2 separate regions of the Mus musculus genome follow, and region 1 is linked to region 2. A link is a contact called in public promoter capture Hi-C data. All regions are on one chromosome and are shown on one strand. Each heading gives the region's core, a stretch centred on a gene start, on an enhancer-like site or on the middle of the called end of the contact. The rest is flanking DNA. Distances are from core to core; before and after follow the strand shown.

Region 1 (4,242 bases), core at 930-3,429, 1.2 Mb before region 2:
CTTCCATTCACGAGAACGACAGGATTCGATTCCAGGCCTTTCCTTAGTTCTCTTAGAACCCTCATCTCTCTCTAGACTGATCTTAGTTCCTGGGACTGTATCTTTCAAGCAGGGTGTGGACATTGTCTGGTATCTTATTCCTCTGCATGAGGCCTGAGGTGGGTAGGCCTTACCAAGGAGCAGCTGGCTGTTTCTCATCTCCTTGCAACAGAAACCCACCTAGGCTAGGGAGACTGGAAAACCATACCACATTGGTTTGCCTTGGACCCTAAGACTTGGTTTCAGGCCACCTTGAGCTTTGATTTTTCAGCTTCTTCCTTGTAAGAGAATCCAAGAGTGTCTGGAAAGTTCCTTTCCTGTTGACTCCCTAGGCTTAGTTGATTCTCTCCCCTACTGTTTTCTCTATGGAGAGCAGTTGTCATAGCTCCTGCTACCCTGAGAGATTCTAGGGCTAGGCTCTTCCTCCTCTTCCCTTCTCCCAGCTCCCTTTCTCTTAGTCCTCTGTTACTTCCAGGAAAGCTGTGATCCAGCTGCCAGCCTAGCATCCACAGCTGTTGGGTGTTACCCCCAGTCAACTTCCTGTCCTATCGGCCTCTCCTCTTTCCTGGCTCACACCTATTGGCCATGCCTGGCACTGCCCTTGGGAAAGCCTGTCACCAGTGTCTGGCCCAGCTGCTCAGGCACTGGGATGCTGCATCTTCAGGCAACTATGCACTTTGATGAGGAGAGAGTGAGAGAGATGGGGCCGGGCACAGATGGTTTGCTTGAGGGGTGGGAGGGCCTGGTGGATGCTGGGAGTCCTCCTGTCTGTCGCCAGCCAGTGACCTGCTTTTGCATTCTCCTGGTGCCCACTGCCCCTTGTTTCTGAGAGACACAAACTATCCCCTCATTGGCAGTTGACCTGCCCGAGCCAGTGTCTATCTGTGTAACTGGATGAATATAATAAAGGGATCATTTGACCCTGTATGTCCCTCTGTGTTACTTGTCTCCATGTGGGTCTCAATGAAGCCTTGATGTGGGATGTGAAGCAGGGTTGTGGAATTGAGTTGAGTGGATCTGTGATGCCAAAAACCATGTATTTTGTGATCCTTCCTCTGAAGCAGCCCTGAGTAGGCCATGAAGTAGTTGCCACAACTACCAGTTAGGAAATAGGAGTGGCCTGTAACACTGAGTGAGGCGCATGGCCTGACTGTGTCTGTGACTTAGGGTTTCCATTGCTGTGAAGAGACACCACGACCAAGGCAACTGTTATAAAAGGATAACATTTAACTGAGACTGGCTTGCAAGTTCAGAGGCTCAGTCCAGTATTGTCAAGGCGGGAAGTATGGCAGCATCCAAGCAGTCATGGTGCTACAGAAGCTGAGAGTTCTATAACTTATTCCAAAGGCAGTCAAGAGAAGACTGGCCTCAGGTGGCTAGGAAGATATATTTGCCCACCCCCACAGTGACACACTTCCTCCAACAAGGCCACACCCACTCCAACAAGGCCATACTTCCTAATTGTTCCTAATTCCCTGGGCTAAGCATATTCAAACCACCATAGCCCTTAGTGTTAGGACTAGAAGACTGGCCTTCCTTAGCTCCCATGGTGGGTCTCTTGAAGCTGATTGAGTGGGCTCAATGAACATGTAAGTTCTTGAAATTTCTGATTGCTGCAGGGTAATGACTACAACGATTCGAATGTGCCTAGGCTTTGCCAAAGATGTGCTCTCTAAGAATGTTGTCTAGATCCTCTGTGATGGTCATCTCTCAAGATTCCTCTCAAGTAGCAATGGGCACGGTAGCACACCCCTTTGATCCCAGCACTTATGAGGCAGAAGCTGGCAGAGTTCTAAGTTTCAGACATGCCAGTTATTGAAAGAGAGAGAGAAAGGAAAGAAAGAAAGAAAGAAAGAGAGAAAGAAAAGAAAAAGAAAGAAAAGGAAGGAAAGAAAAAGAAAAAGAAAGAAGGAAAGAAAGAGAAAGAGGGAGAGAGAGAGAAAGAAAGAAAGAAAAAAAAGAAAAAAAGAAAAAGATTGCTCAAAGTGAGCCTTTCAATGTCGCGGCTCCCCTGCCTAATGTGGCTTTAGCCTTGCACAGGGAGCCCCAATGACTACAACTCCCAGAAGCCACAGAAATAGACCACGACTCCCAGAAGGCCATGCGATCACTCGCTTTCTCTGGAGTCATTTAGAGCCGGAAAGGCGCCTAGATACCGCGATACTTGCGGGTATCCTGGAGCTGGTGAGCAGTGGAAGGGGCGGGAAAGCTGTGTCGGTGGTGCCGCCGGGTGGGGCGGTGGGAGAAGCTCCTCTGGTCGCTGTGGGTCCGCGTGAAGGTCCATGTGTAATGTGTCAGATGTGGGGCTATAGGTGTGACTCCAGTCTCAGAATTGGGGGCTATGCAGCTGCACCGGTGCCCGCAGATATCATGCTCTATCCTTAGTTTAAAAGACACCCACACTTGACGCTTACCTTTGAAAAACTGCAGCATAAGGTGCCCCCCTCCCAAAGATTTAGGACCGCCCCGAAATACAAACTTTTTTTTTTTTTTTTAAATTACGTTTATTTTGTAAGAGGGGTGGCTGTCACAGCGTGCGTGTTGAGGTCATAGGACGACCTGCAGGACTCAGTTCTACCCTGTAAGTCCCGCCCTCATTCAGGGCCTCAGACTTGTCTGCAAGCTACCTTGCTGAGCCAACGTGCCTCAAATTGTATTTTATAATCATAAACGAGAGAAAGGAGAACGCTGGCAGTATTTAGATGCTTAAACCCTAAACTTGCCGAGTGGCATTTCAAATTAGAGTTAGAGCAGTTTTTGTCAGAAAAAAAAATGTCACCGTCACCGACGTTTGGAATATTGGAAGCCAGAACTAGATAGTGGGCAGGAGAGATTCCCAGCTGCAGGAAGTGATGCGTGTTTGGGAGCTGGGGTCTTCTGCTTCTTTCTAGCAGCTGGGAACCAGCAAGGCTGTGATGTATCTTCCTGACACGTGTCCTCAAGAGGTGTACAGATGAAACTGCAGTAACTTTAGAGGCAAACATGCCTACTTCCGGTTTGAGACATCCATTGGAAAGCCAAACATTTTGGCTGCAACCAGCATTCCTTAGGTGCAGTGTGGTCACACTTTCTTGGCTACAGTCTTGCCCGTATCCTGTGGTCACATTTTCTTGGCTACATTCTTGCCCATTCTATTACTGGTAGGTATACATGGAAATTTTATACTTTGTCCTTGATTAAACTGAGAGAATTATAGTCTCACACAGAGGCCTCTTTCTCTGCTGTGTATGTGTTCTCTCTGTGTCTCTCTTAAATTTCTCTCTCCCTTCCCCTCCATTCTCCCCCTCGTTTTTTTCTCTTTCCCTCCCTCTCCTCCCTCCCTCTCCCTCTCAGGGTCTCACTGTGTAGCCCTAGCTACAGGACTTAGTATGTTCGAATCTCAACTCCTAGAAATCTGTTTGTTTCTGCATTCCAAGTGCTGGGATTAAAGGCATGTGCCACCAAACCCTACTTTTTCTTGAAATATACATAAGACTAAGTGTAAGTTCTGTGGTTATAATAAAGGTCAAGTAAAAATATGAAAAAAAATTGTTCCCTGCATATGCAGCTTAGAATATAAGACTGGTCTAGGTAGCCAGCGCATCAAGTGTATCCCTTGTATGTGTACCTCAGTCTATGAGGGTGGGAAGAAAAATTAATCTGAAGTCCAAGGATGGCCAAGAGTGACTCAAGCTCGACTCTGGAGGTTGAAAGGGAACATTGCACCATGTGATAAAATAAGCTTGTTTTTTGTTTTTTTCTTGGGAGGGTCAGTAGTGGTGGGAGAGAATCAGATATTATAATGTTCAGATATTATAATGCTGGACACTTCTGGACCAGCATGATAGGTCAGGGAATGCAAACATGTACAGCCTTATCTTGGTCTGAACCAGTGGGCTCTGTGGTTAAGATGGAGGGTGGTCTACCATCTTAACTGTCTGCCAGAGCTAAAGGAAGTGTGCAGGAAAATCCGTGCTCTGAAGCATCAGAAGGGGCGTTGTTAACCAGCTAGGAAGAAGCACAGATAGGGACCGTTTCTACGTGTGCAAAAGTTTCTCTCTGGCTACTGTGTTTTGGAAGTTATACTTATTACATAAGCAGAGGATCTTTGTGTCTCTCTGAAGGAGAGAGAAGGCGCAGGTTTCTGGCAGTGCTTTACCTTCACGGCTGGCCGCCCTCATCCCTGAGCTTAGGAATCACAACCCTTCAGTCTCATAACCCGCT
Region 2 (3,835 bases), core at 1,287-3,786:
ACGTTCTGTATTATGTATGTGGAACAGACCCTTGGATTCCAGAGGTTAACAGCAGCTTCTCTTGCAGTGGTTTTCACAGTTGCTTATCCCCAGCAGCAAGGTAGAAAAGCAGGCATGGCAAGCATACAACTGTAACCCCAGCACTGGAGCACATCTGGCCTAAACAGTGAGCTCCAAGTTCAGGAAAGACCCTGTCTCAGAAAAACAAAACTGAGGTGGAGAATAGCAGAAAAAGACAACTGACATCAACCTCTGTCCCCCAAAGATACCTGCACAAGCAAGTACATACACACATTCCTGTGCAATATATAAATAAGCTAACTTTAAAGTAAAAGAAAAAGGACCAAGAGCAAGTTCAGAGATTAGGGATCCCTAACAGCCTGGCTGGCATTGAATCGAGGACCTAGCATATACTAGACAAGCACTTTCTCACAAGCTCTTCTCAGCCCATTTTAAACTACTTTTATTCTGAGGCAGCTTTGCTCCATTGCCCAGGCTAGCCTTGCAGTCACAATGGAGCCCAGGCAGGCCTTGAATTGGAAGGAATCCTTTTGTTTTAGCCTCCAGAAGAGCTGAGATTACAAACCTGTAACAGCCCAGAGGTGGTCAGCAAGTCCAGTGCTTTTCTCTGCCCTCGTAGCCTGGGACGTCCCACCTGTGTGCAAATGTTTATGGGTTCTGAGCATCTGATGCACGTCCTTTCCTTGCACAGTAAGTACTTAATCAACTGAGTAGTCTCTCCAGCCCACAAGTTTCTGTAAGAGATTTTACATCTGTGTCATTAAAGCATACATCAAGTGCAGGTTTAAGGAGGTAATCTGAAGGAGTACCTTCTTACCAGCCTTTAATTTTAGAAGTTATGCGTGTATCTGGACAGAAATATAAGTCTTGAAATCTGCTGGCTGCACAACTTCAGAAATACTGTTTCCAAGCCAACAGAGCCTGAAGTCTTTCTTTAAACCAGCAGTGCCGAGTGAACTAGAAGTTCCATTATGGGCTCTGGCTCTTGGGAACTGGAGAAGTGGGAGGGAATTTCTCCTCCAGCAGTCAGCAGGGCAGTCTGTGTAAACATGCTGCCTCTTCTCAGTGGGCTACTGTAGTCATCAAAGGAAAAAAAATTAAATTAAATTTAAAAACCAGGCCTGCCACACAAAGATGGTTTCTCCTTAGAGGGGACATCGTAAGGGCATGATAACAAGGAGCTTGGCCCCTCACCTCCATACAGCCAAAGTGAAGTGACACTTCCAAGCCACTGCGGGAGGCAGAGGGGCACACTACTGAGCAGTTATACACATACTGAAGGAAAAAGTAAGTTCTCTTTGCTGGGTGAAAGTTAATGTAAACTACTTCTAGTTTCAAGGCAGCACGTTTTGTGTAACTAAAATGGCCTTTCTTCTTTGAGAGGAAAGAGTGTGAAAGCTTCAGCGTTCTACCTCCACAGTCAGATGTAGTGGGTTCCTAGAAGGACATCCGGTCTAGGCCATCCGTGAGGCATAGGTTCAGGGAGAGAACCTGCTTCAAAAGAGCAGGAGCAGTCATTGAGAACTGTTGGTGTCATCCTCTGTCCTGAAGACAGACATCCATGAATGGACCCCAACCCCGCCCCACCCCCCAAAAAGTTTCTTATCCTCGTTTCTCTTTGTCCAGAAGGAAATCAGAAAGAATATGGTGGGATTTGATGGTCTCAGAACACTTCTTGAATATATTTCATTGGCCAGCAACTTGCGATTGGCCAACTTGGCCATCTTATTCTCCAGCAGTTAGTGACCATTTGATCATCTTGTACTTCATAACCATAGAGTTGACAGTTTTCATCGGGAGTGGGGAGACTGGGAAGAGAAAGCTAAAAGTAAGTGAGCTGGCAGTGGCAGAAAAAAGAAAGCTTGACCTTTAACTGCCTCGTGACCAGCAGGATGCTCCAGACTCGTTTTCCTCGAGGAGAGTCAGCTAAAGAGTTAAGCTTTCTTTTCCATTTCCCTTCCTCCTGTACCATGTAGATGAGAACTGACCCTTCTGTCTACCTGGCATTAACTTATCCTTTCATCACATAATATAATCACAATTTTACTCCTAGTTCTTTCTAAATACCTCAGTAAATATTTTAACATGTAGCACATACTATGTGCTAAGTAAAGCAACGTGTGGTACTTACTATAGTAGTAGAGTACTATTAGGGAATATAGTAAATACCGTAAATACAGCAACTGATTTACAAAAGTCTTGAGTCTTTCCCTTTAATCAGTTAAGCATTCATTCGATTTTATTGTTACCTATTCTTCCTTTAAAAAAGAAAAACAAGCAAACATGTAGGTTTAATGACCAGGTATGAAGGTCTCAGATCCTTTCTAGTTAGCTCTGACTATCCTGGAACTTACTATATAAACCAAGCTGGCCTGGAACTCACCAAGCTATACACCTGCATCTGCCTCCCAAGTGCTGGGATTAAAGACCTGTGCCACCACACCCTGCTCTATAAATCTAAATGTTAATAGAACTTTTGAATACAAATTTGATGGACTGTCTTATTTGTTTCAGTCGTGTGACCCATGAAGTGGCAGGAGAACTTTCTCCTCGGGATCCAAGAACTCCTGCTGGGAAGCAAGATGGCACTTCAGTCACACCAACACTGCCTCCACCTGACCTGGAAAGGGAAGAAGAAAAAGATGACACTTTGGATCCTACTGACGTGAGTCCCTGCAGTGCAACCTACAGCAACCTAGGTAAGTACAAAGGTTATATAGATAGTACCTAAGCCGCGTCTTTATGTACAGTAACACCATTAGAGTTATAAATCTACATTTGTTTCAAAACATAACATTCAGGTTTTACTAGGCTTTTTTTGGGTTTTTTTGTTTGTTTGTTTGTTTGTTTGTTTTTTGTTTTTTTGGTTTTTTGAGACAGGGTTTCTCTGTGTAGCCCTGGCTGTCCTGGAACTCACTTTGTAGACCAGGCTGGCCTTGAACTCAGAAATCTGCCTGCCTCTGCCTCCTGAGTGCTGGGATTAAAGGTATACACCACCACGCCCGGTCCTAGGCTTATTTTAAATGCCTGCCCCATGAGCCCTGTGCCTTGTGCTGATGTAGACCTTGCCTTGAAGGATTCAACCTGAAGAGAAGAAGGGAGCGTGTATTCAGTATAATGTGATAAATACAATTGCGGAAACACACATGGAATATTTCCATGTTACACAAAGAAGAATGTCAAAAGAAGCCTTCCCGGAAATCATTCCTGAGCTGATTTAACTCACTGTCAAAGAGAAGAAAGAATGTTCCAGACAGAGGCAACAAGTGAACAAGAAGATGGAGATACAGAATAGCTTGGTGCCACAGCCATTGAGGTTGCTGCAATGTGGAGCATTAGATAAGATGTATTTCAGGTTAAAATCTTAGACCTTTTGTTATTTGTGATAGTGACCCATAAAAGGGCTTCGAGAAGACAGAATGACATGAATCAGAATGGGTTCACATAGGCTGTGGTGTTTGGTAGCAGGTACTGCAGGACTACATGACAGGATGAGGGGGACCTCAGTCAAGGTAGGGAGAAAGAACAGTGGACAAACTGAAGGAGTATTTCAGGGCAAAATATACACAGGATTGAATAATGTGAAGGGTGGGATTTCTGACCTGTATCAGCAGACTCGTAGTATGAGTCTTATGGTTGGAGGTGTTTGAGCAGGGGCTGACAGCCTGTGTCACAGACCTGTGATAGTGAGAACATGCAAAGAGACTAAACAGGATTGTTTCAGAAGTGTCTGCAGAGCTTCCTCAGGTCTCTACTTTCTTCACTGCAATTCCCAGTGACTTCTGGGTGATCTCCCTCCCTCGAGTATCACAGT

Evidence for each region. Promoter capture Hi-C pulls out the DNA fragments that hold promoters and counts their contacts.
Region 1: a contact with region 2 is called in a promoter capture Hi-C map of hippocampal neurons, with 4 times the contacts expected there. The contact joins the promoter of Ppcdc here to the promoter of Peak1os in region 2.

The regions. Positions count from the first base shown.
Region 1 is chr9:57,438,051-57,442,292 of GRCm38.p6, reverse strand. It overlaps Ppcdc (phosphopantothenoylcysteine decarboxylase), which reads left to right and starts at 2,179. Exons shown (of 7, transcript NM_176831.5): 1 at 2,179-2,223. Scamp5 (secretory carrier membrane protein 5) reads left to right here. Exons shown (of 7, transcript NM_020270.3): 7 at 1-966.
Region 2 is chr9:56,240,045-56,243,879 of GRCm38.p6, reverse strand. Peak1os (a long non-coding RNA gene) reads right to left here and starts at 2,536. Exons shown (of 6, transcript XR_003948326.1): 1 at 839-2,536; 2 at 1-755. It overlaps Peak1 (pseudopodium-enriched atypical kinase 1), which reads left to right. Exons shown (of 7, transcript NM_172924.3): 5 at 2,536-2,720.